2 separate regions of the Zea mays genome follow, and region 2 is linked to region 1. Evidence: chromatin contacts called from public Hi-C data. All regions are on one chromosome and are shown on one strand. The core of a region is the stretch at or near the end of the contact, and the rest is flanking DNA. Distances in the headings are between cores, read along the strand shown. Region 1 holds the start of LOC100216647. Region 2 holds the start of LOC100283863.

Evidence for each region. Hi-C and Micro-C count contacts between places; a contact is called where the count stands out from the background.
Region 2: a Hi-C map of leaf shows a contact between it and region 1, with 9 times the contacts expected there. The contact joins the promoter of LOC100283863 here to the promoter of LOC100216647 in region 1. A contact is called at or near these places in 2 of 25 Hi-C or Micro-C datasets (both in leaf).

What each region holds. Positions count from the first base shown.
Region 1 is chr1:284,570,956-284,576,018 of Zm-B73-REFERENCE-NAM-5.0, forward strand. LOC100216647 reads right to left here and starts at 2,864. Exons shown (of 6, transcript NM_001143058.1): 1 at 2,392-2,864; 2 at 831-1,022; 3 at 173-332; 4 at 1-75. The coding sequence starts at 2,688.
Region 2 is chr1:285,254,316-285,259,378 of Zm-B73-REFERENCE-NAM-5.0, forward strand. It overlaps LOC100283863, which reads left to right and starts at 2,219. Exons shown (of 9, transcript NM_001156761.2): 1 at 2,219-2,400; 2 at 2,665-2,795; 3 at 3,295-3,377. The coding sequence starts at 2,299. LOC100194005 reads left to right here. Exons shown (of 5, transcript NM_001359363.1): 5 at 1-1,484. The coding sequence ends at 1,148.

The DNA.
Region 1 (5,063 bases), core at 1,614-4,113:
CAAGGAAACATCCAAACAGTGATACACCATTCAATAGCAACATCGCACATACATAGTTGTAGTATGCTGGTTTTGCTGCAGTAAAGCAACCACGAGATCATGTTCATGAAACACCAATGACCAAACAAATTTAACAAAAGAATTTTGAAACATACAGATAGTAACCGATTACCAGGCAGCCTGTTTCTCCATCTTGAATGATGCATGAAAACAATCAACCCATAAACTCCAGTAAGCACAAGTTTGTGGAGAATCCATAGGCCCCATTTCCCACCAGTTCCTTGATCAGCATCAATGAACAAAGGAACACCGAAGCCAAAAACATATATAGTCTGAATAAGGGCAAGGTCAGTTTCGTAGGCAAGATAGTATAGTAGGCTACAGAAAGGGAACTAGAGTATTAATCCCGTTTTCCCCTTGCAACATGATTTAACACATTGAAACGAGGAAAGGTGTGTCAGGCTAGGTTAAGTCAAGGGGTCATGTCTTTCACTGAGCAGCCAAAAATTCTTTTGCAGTGACATGAGATGAGCGGGCAAGATCTATTATGGATACAAAATCAGTGCCAACTTTCAATAGCCAATCCACTGTTATGGAACAATGGAAATAAGAGACATATTAATATATTATGTTCTTCTAATAAAATAACATTACTAACCAGATACACTAGTCAATTAACCTAGATCTAAGAAAGCAAATATGACATGGCATCTCCAAAAAATCTAGTTGAACACCAAAAACATGCAAGAACTTAAGAACCTTAATACCCACCACTTATAAGAGAAGCTAATCACTGTTCACTATGCCTGAATTTTGGAGTAGAACCATACCTTGAGCAATGCGTCAGCTGCAACTACAGCTCCAGAGATAACAAAGGTTCGTGCCAAAGATTCAAAACCACTGGCATCATTTCCTTGAAGTAGAAAGGCTATCAAACTGACTTCCAAGAATAACATTCCTGATTTTGTGAACAGTGACAATACATTCCAAGAAAATGCCCTGTCAGGCATACATTGCCATGCCTGCCATTTGGGGAAAAAATATGTTTCATACTTACATAAGAGATATAGGCAATGCACAATATAAACAAAATGAAAATGAAACTTTGGATTCATAAGGCAGGATCGTTCATTTGATTTTCCTTATGTAGTTTTGTACAACATGACTATAGAGAATTACATAAGTTCTGTGTTGCGGGAAATATGTATGTTGTGTTGGATTTGTGGCCATACAAGAAGGGATTGAGTCCGGAACGATAATATGTGTGATAGCCTAGAGATAACACCAATGAAGAAAAGCTTATCCAACACCGGTTGGGATGGTTTGAACATGCCCAACGGAGACCTCCAGAGGCACCTATGCATAGTGGGACCCTAAGGCATGATACTAATGGGAACTTCGGAAGAGAGGCAGCAAAAGGCTAAAGTTGACATGAGAAAAGACAATAAAAGGAGACTTGAAAGAATGGAATATACCCAAAGATTTATCCTTGAGTAGGAGTGCATAAAAAACAGGTATCCACGTGCCTAAACCTTGACTTGTGGCTTATGTTGGGTTTCAACTCTAGCCTACCCTAACTTGCTTAGGATTAAAAGGCTTTGTTGTTGTTGTTAGTTCTGTTTCTGTACAGCAGGACTATATCAAATCTAAATATGGATGAATCCACTTATATTAGTAACAATACCAAGATGTGCACCTGAAATCTAAGCCTAATAACCAGACCAATGTGAAGTACTGTTTGACATCAACACCCAGCTACCATGGATTTTATTTTTCCTTAACCCATAAATCTTGCTACATGTTCATCATTCACATGACAACCAGGAACTTGCCATTTCCTTTTTGAAACCCACCAAAGCTTGCTACTGGCTCAACATTGAGATTCCCTGACCAGTGACCAGCTCCTAACCTACCCATCCTACCCATAGGATTCAATCACGATGTGGTCTTCAGCTATTCCATTACCAAGTTGAAAAATCAGAACACTACTCAGGTAGTCAGGTAGATAGGTACAACTCATGTTCACGAACAAGTTCATGATCTGAAAACTAACAAAGCATACAAACATAACTGATTATCATTCAAACCTGAAAATACAATCCAAAAGTTTCATGTTCTAGTATAGGTTTCTCATAGCTCGTTTTCACCATAAGTTAATCTCTCGTTAGTTCGACAATGACACTTCGACTTGCCCCTACCTTCAAGAAGAAATACCCCCTGCTTTTCACTAGTCATAACTAACTACACGCACAGCATAGCACTTTTTTCGTGGAAAGCATTCTCCTAGTAAACATCAAATGACCAAATCACCAACATCATCAAAGCACGGAGAATTTCATAACCAGGCAATACTGGACTTAGCTATAAGCAATAACGGCAGCCAATCCGAACCTGCAGGAAGCACCAGAGGAGGTTGAGTACGGCGACGACCCAGAGGAGCGCGTAGTACGCGACGACGACGACGTGAGAGCGGCCGTAGCTGATCCTACGGAAGCTCCGCCGCGCCTGCCATGCTAGGAATCCCACGAAGGCCAGCGACGGCAGCATCACCGCAAGGCTGTACAACACCCCGTGGCACTCCGACGCCCACCATAACAGCCCCTGCGACAACGCAGCACCGCCCGACGACTCGTTAACCTCCGGCGCCATCGCCAGCGCCATCCCGCCGTCCGCGAGCAGCGCCCGCATCTCCAACGCCGGACCGCACGCCGGGAAAGGGGGAGGGAGGTGGGTGCGCGCTAGGGTTTGGGTCGGTGGAGGGACTCAGTTCGGGTCTTCGGGAGGTGGAATTGCACGGAGATTGATTAGCTCGATTGCCCAAGGCAACGTATGGGGCTGTTTGGATCAAGGGAGATCTAACTTTTTGCCACTAATATGGATGCCACATCTTAGTTTACCACTGACTTATACGGGAGAGAGATGATTTCTTATCAAAATACCCTTTTGCTTACCTGGTGTGTCAAATAGGCAGTCCAGCGTGTCACCGGCGTGTCAGCTAAGGCAAAAGGCCATCTTGCCCTCTTCGATCTCCCTTCTTTCCCTGCATTAACGCACTCGCCAACAGCAAACTCACGTGGCTATTCTTCCCTCCCCTCCATCTATGGCGCCATACAGTTACCCCATTTATGTCATGAAAATGCTATGCTATTTTGGAGTTGAATGAACTGATCGCAATTATGCAGTACATAACTGTCATCATACTAACATAGTCCATACATAAATGTCATCAAACATAACTGCCATCATTCATAACTGACATCAAGGGGCATTGTTTTGGTCACATACATGATCAACCAGCACCATACAACACCGATATTGTTTTGGTCAAATACATGAACACCCAGGAACCATAAAATGACATTGTTTTGGTCACACTAGACCATAGAACATCGTAGCCTCCTCTTAATCTTGGTACAAAGCTTCTTCAAGGGAGAACATCTTTGCTTGTTTAATTGTAGGTCCAGGTTCTGTTGGATCTTTTATGGACTTGGCTCATTTATTCAATAAACTCTATGGTGTGTAATGATGTAGAATACCAATAATACCATATTGAAGTCCAAGGGTCTTTGGCTTGACTTATATGGTGGGAATTATTCCACTTAATTTGAGAAGTCAAGAAACGGATAAGGGTGTGCCACACGCGCGCGCGCCGCCGTCGCCGTCGCCCGGGCTCGGGCTTGGCGTGGCGTGGCGTGGTGTGGCAGGCAGGCAGCGACACGATGATAAAAGGGGAGAACGCCTGTCACATGGTACACGAGAGCAGAATCACAGTTCAGCCGCAAGAGTGGGTGTTTCCATCTCGTAGCTCTGCGCACATAGAGAAGCGAGAGGGCAGGTGCCTCCGAAGCCCTTGCCGTTCGAGACCTTGCATGGGGGATCGGCAATTAGGTTTTTAGGGAGCGTCTACGCGGCTGCCCAAAACATCTTCTTCTTCCTGGCGACATGACAAGGGAAGCTGGACAAGAATCTGGATCCTCAGAGCGCATGGGAGGGTATGATCAATTTTTCTCCTTACTGTTTTGCGTTCTGCAGATTATATATGCTTCATATATTCATATCTGTTGTTTCATATGTAGCCATGAATTCATCTCATTTGTTCTGTCATATTATAATATGTTATATCTATTTGTTTTAATTTTACAGTCATGTTGTTTATGTTGCTATCTGTTTATTTTCAGTTGTTCCATCATAATACATGTACCATGTTTATATGCTTATTATATTTATATGATTCATATGCTTTATGTTCTCATGATCCATATTTTTATGGATATATTTGAGATCACGATTTCTATGATTAATTATCTTTTATATGTCATCATCATAATGTTAATTTATGGAATCAAAATGATATGGAAATGCCTATATTTTAACAATCCAAAAACCTAATGTTAGGCATTTTTCTGTCAGAGGTTTTGCTGTTGTGCTAAAGCCTGATCCTTTTAATGGTAAAAACTTCTTGATTCGGAAAGCTAAAATGAAATTGTGGCTTACTGCAATGTCTTGTTTTCATGCCGTTGAGGGCAAGCCTGCCAACTTACCTCCTGAGGATGAGGCTAAGTTTAAGGCTAAAGACAACCTCTTTCGAGGAGCAGTAATTAGCGCACTTGATACAAAATTTCAGAAAAGCTATATCATCCTTCCTACAGGGAAAGAGCTGTGGGATGCACTTGTTGGAAAGTTTGGAGTAACTGACGCTGGTGAGTATTCTTGACACCGTGAACCATCTCAGTATAATGGTCAGCTATAATGTATCTCATGGAGCAGCTGTATGACTACAAGATGGTTGAGAACCGATCTGTAGTGGAACAGGCTCATGAGTTCCAGGCACTAGCTAAGGAACTCGAACTTTTTCCTTGTCCTTTGCCTGACAAGTTTGTGGTTGGCGGTATAATCGCCAAGTTGTCATCTTCTTGGAAGGACTTTGCTACCTCTCTCAAACATAAGAGATAAGAGTTCAATGTGGAAGAGCTCATTGGTACTCTCGATGTTGAGGAAAGGGCTAGAACGAAGGACAATGGAAAAGGTGTGGAGACCTCTACTGCTAATGTGGTGCAGAAGAG
Region 2 (5,063 bases), core at 969-3,468, 680 kb after region 1:
ACCAGAACGAACCAGCTGTGACTATTCGAAATTTGTCAGACTCTGCTTCGACATCTCTTGGCTGTGGAATTAAGAAGGATGGGCCTTCAGAAGACATTGCCACTGGAACTTTGCTGGTTTGTAATAAAGCCCAAGAGGACGCTACATGTTTACCCCTTTCATGCCAGAAACATGTGCCTAAAGATGGACAAGATGCTGATGGAGTCATCAAGATAAGTGGTGCCTCCATCAGGAATTTCATCGATCTCAATGATGCTGTGCCAAACGATGACAATTCTGAAGAATCAGTAGTGTCACATGAATGCCAGGCGGAACCTTCACGGAACAACCATCCTAAACGAGCATTTGTGATTGATCTAGAGGTGCCGGCTTGTGAAGAGGATGCTGCTTGGGATTTTGATCAAGAATGTGCACAGCCTAAACCTGATGCACACCAGGAAGTTGACGGCAGATCTGATACATCTGCTCTAGCTGCAGCTGAGAACATCGTAGCGTTGTCAAGGATTATTCCAACAGCTCTAGAGGCATCTGATGATATGTTGCAGTGGTTTGCAGATCTCGCTGTATTGAACATCAAGGACCTTGCTGAGCAAGCTGAACTCCAAGCTTGTACCAATGATTCCAGTAACGACGAGTCAGATTCATTCGAATCCTTGACACTGAAGCTGGAAGAGACCAAGATTGATGAGTACTGGAGCAGGCCACTGGAACCTGAAATCACAACCGATGAACAATTAATTTCAACTGCTCACCTTCTCACCAAGCCCAGAAGGGGCCAGCAAAGGAGGCGACGGCAGAAGCGGGATTTCCAGAAAGATATCTTGCCTGGCCTTTCGTCACTTTCCCGGCCTGAAATCATAGAGGATGTCCAGTTGCTTGAGGGGTTAGTCCAGGCTTCTGGTGGATCCTGGGAGTCGAGTTTAACTAGGCGAGGACGTTATGGTGGGCGGACTCGAGGTAGGAAACCTCGGAAAACTGTAGTAACTGTAATTGTAGAAGAGGAGGTCGAGGTTAGCCCACCGCCGAAACCTGTTGGCACTGGCGACCTCGAAGCCGATGGTAGGGGTATGGTTGGATGGGGCAGAACAACAAGGCGGTGTCGCAGAGCGAGATGTCCGTCAGGTAACAACTTGGCTGCTGCGTCTTGAGAAAGGGTATTGCCAGCAAGCATTGGACCTGATTAGGTACTTGGTGGTTCACAATTGTTATAGACTCCGATGGATGGACTGGTATAAGGTGATCACAGTCATGAGTGTACATACTCTGTCGGCGTATTGGCCTCACCCCAACTTTCATGCTTTTGGGTTGAAACATGGTTTACGTTCTTATAATAAGTTCCGTAAATTAGCTGGTAAGACATTTCTGCGACAGCATTGTATTAAGCTGTTCCAGGTTATGAGGTCCGGTATAAATTCATTGTGAGAAAAAAAACTGCAATGCCTGTAAACCACCTTGATCTCTGAAGATTAGCTCATCGCATGCGCAACAAAGGGTGTGAAAGACTTCGGGTCTGTATTCTTTTTTAGCTTATATATGCTCTGCCTAATTGGCTAGTACATATTCAGTATCCGAAATGCCCATTTATTTTTGTTTAGATACTGATTGGAAGCACCCAAATTTTAAGAACCTGTTTTATGAAAATTAAGGTGGTTCCAAACATAATAGTTTATATCCCAGTCTGTCTATAGAAACTGAATTCTTTCTTAAAAAAACTAGAAACTAGTCTCCTAACTAAAACCTGTTTATGAAAATTATGGTGGTTCCAAACACTATTAACTAGTTTTTTTATAAACCAGTTTTTAAAAATTAGAGATAGAAATTAGATTCTTAAAAAAACATATCGATTTATATATCAGTTTATAGGAATTAGATTCTCATTTTCTTAAAAACCAAGAAGCTGGTCTAAAAAATAAAAACTGGTTTTTTAAAAACTAGGTCCAGGTCGCATCCCAATGTTTCCGTTCCCTTTCGGCCTGCATATGCTTCTGCTATATATATGGCGGATGTTGTATTTGTTCAAATATTCGTCAAACTCCATTAATGAAAATAATTCAGAACTACCGGTAACTAATCTCACGGTTTTTATTGTTTTGGAAAACACGACAACTAATCATTGGTACCGGAGGCCCTGAACTACTGGGCCTAATCCGATTCAATATCTCGGCCCACGATGCAACGGGTGATCAGTTTTTCCCGTTCGAATTTCGGAGCCCTCCTCTCCTCCCCGCTCCAGCGCCCCTGCAGTTCTCGCTCCACTGACAGCTCGCCGAGGGGCCGCGCCGCGCTCGAGACCCGTCGATGGCGAGGCGGAGCCTGGCGGTCGACGCAACCGCAGGCGCCGCATCCCGGGTTCGGTTCGCGCCCACCTCCAATAACCTGCTCGTCTCCTCATGGGATTCGGTGAGAGCTCTCTCCCCGCCTCGCGGTTCCTTTCGGCTTAGGCATCCTCTCCTTGCCAGTTCTGCTTGGGTCGAGTTTGAGGGAGATGCGAACAGTTCTAAAATTTCTTTGAGGTTGGGGGGTGGGGTTGGGTGGGTTGTATTTTCAGTAAATCGCACCGGGTCCAGCTCATTTCGAATTCCAATTTGGGGCGCGCTCAGGTCGATTTAAAATTTTGGGGAGTTCGTTAGCAGTGTCTGATAGGGTTTTGCGTCGTCGTCGCAGGGGCTGCGGTTGTACGATGCCGACGAGGGCACGCTCAGGGTCAACGTGGAGTCAGAGGCGGCATTCCTCGACTGCTGCTTCGAGGATGAGTCTGCAGCGTTTGCCTGCGGCTCTGATGGATCTGTGAGAAGGTAAGATTTAAAATAGTTGCAATTCGTTACTGTCTCTGGCTGCATGATAGCATGAGTGTGCATCTTGTACTGACGGCCAACTTCCACATAATTTATGTCTTTGAAGTGGTAGCAATTAAGCAAAGGTCTACCAGTTACAATCTGTTAGGAGTAATCACAAATCTACAATTTGAACTTTTGTTGACTTCTTGAGATGGCATTTGATGTTAATGCATGACAGTGCAAATAAGGTATGATAGTTCCATTTATCCATGTTTCTTTGCTTCATGACATTCTTTAAGTGGGACATTTATAAGATAAACATAAACAATAATAATACTTACTCCACTAGCACTTTTTATGTGCAACCGCAACTACATTGAATCAGAGACGATTGTTGTTCGCCGCCTCCTCCTCCTCCTGCTGCTTACTCTGTCAAGTACAGCCGCATTGTCCATGTTAACTTAGTTTAACTTGGAAACTGTATACCATCCATTTACTTTACGGGCAACATTCTCAGGTACGACTTCCACTCAGGTTCGCAGGATACGGTGGGGCTCCATGAAGATGCACTAGCCTGCATTGAGTTCTCTTCACTGACCGGTAAACAATCTTATATCTTGACGATTTTGTGTTTATTACCTGGATCTTTTGGCACCGAATAACTCTATAGCACCCTATGTACATGTTCTCATCTCATCACCTGGTCCTGAAGTATTTGTATTGACATGATGTTTATTTTTGCATCAATTTTTTTTGGGTACTCAATTTTAAGACCAGTGTTGTATCTGAACCATCTCAAATGGGATCACTGAAATGTGCTGCTGAAGCTAAGGGGTGTTTGGTTCCCAACCTCCTAAAACTTTAGTCAGTTCAGTCACTTTTAGTTCCTAAAATACCAAATGGAGTGACTAAAATAAGTCTTCCGAATAGGATTTCTAGGGACTAAAGTTTAGTCCCAAAATTTAGGAGTGGGACTAAAGGAACGAAATACCCCCTTACTCTATCCATCTCAAAATAAGCGTACTTCTCGCTTCCGAAGGAGTTAATCTTTTTAGATTTGATCATATAAAAGAGTTACTAATATATTTTTACGATGAACTTATCTAGACATATAGATATTGATAGTATTTTTTATATACTTAGTTTTAAAAGTTTAACTTCTTAAATAAGAGATGTATTTATTCTGGAACGGAAGCGCTGCACTTCCGCTTTAGGTTTATCTGCCTTATATTTATTTTAGTGCCCAAAACCAGTTTGACTACTGCGTGTCCTGGTCAGATAATTGGGAGGGTGTGTGTGTGTGGGCATTTGTTTGGTTTTGGGATGACTTAAGATTGGTTGAATCTGTTTTAGGTCAGGTTTAATTTAATTTTTTTGTTGTTGAAAAGGATGGATCCATTTTAGTTTCATGTTGGTTGGAAGAATATTCAGGAGTAGGCTGAGTCATTCACATGCAGGACCCATTTGGCAACCTCTAACGGTCTAACCCTATACATGTCCATTAGTACGTACTGGGATGATCCGGCCCAAGCATGGCTTGGCCCGACACGGTTAAGACCGGGCTGAGCTCGGCACACCAACAGTTCGGTGCTGGGCCAGGCTGCATTACGGGCTGTGACGAAGGTCATTAAAACGATAAAACATTGAAACACTCATGGATGAAGTTTTGACTTCTAAACGTTTAAATGTAATTTTAAAAAATATAGGAAATACCAATATATCATAATTTCGGACAATAACATGAAGTTAATTACCAAAATAAAGAGGTTAGTAACTTACCAAAATAGAGGCAGAGAGGATGAGAGGCGTCGACTGCTGAGTGCTGACCACCGGCTGCTAGCAAATAGAGGCGCAGAGGGAGAGGGCAGCACAAAGGGAGAGGAATGCCACGAACAACGCGGACGGCTCACACTGCGGAGAAGCGGTTGCACACACCGCGAAAGGAGGGCACACTCGTCGCGAAGGGAGAGGGCGCACAAGGTGTAGCAGACGACAGGAACAACACCTTCGGGCGGCGACGACGATAAAGAGCAGAGCTGTGTGCTACTAGCCATTGGGCTTCAGGGCATGGGAGTAGGGCAAGCGTGTGGAGATTGGGCTGCATTGGACCCAAAAGTAACTAATAAACTGGGCCCAAAAGTAGCTAATGGTCTAAAACGCATGAGACAATATTTTACAGTTTAGAACGCCAAAATGCGGTTTCAACCTCTAATTAGCGTTTTGACGTTTAAACGCCGTTTAAACGTAGTTTTAATAACACTGGCCGTGACCAAGGCCTAGGCCTGG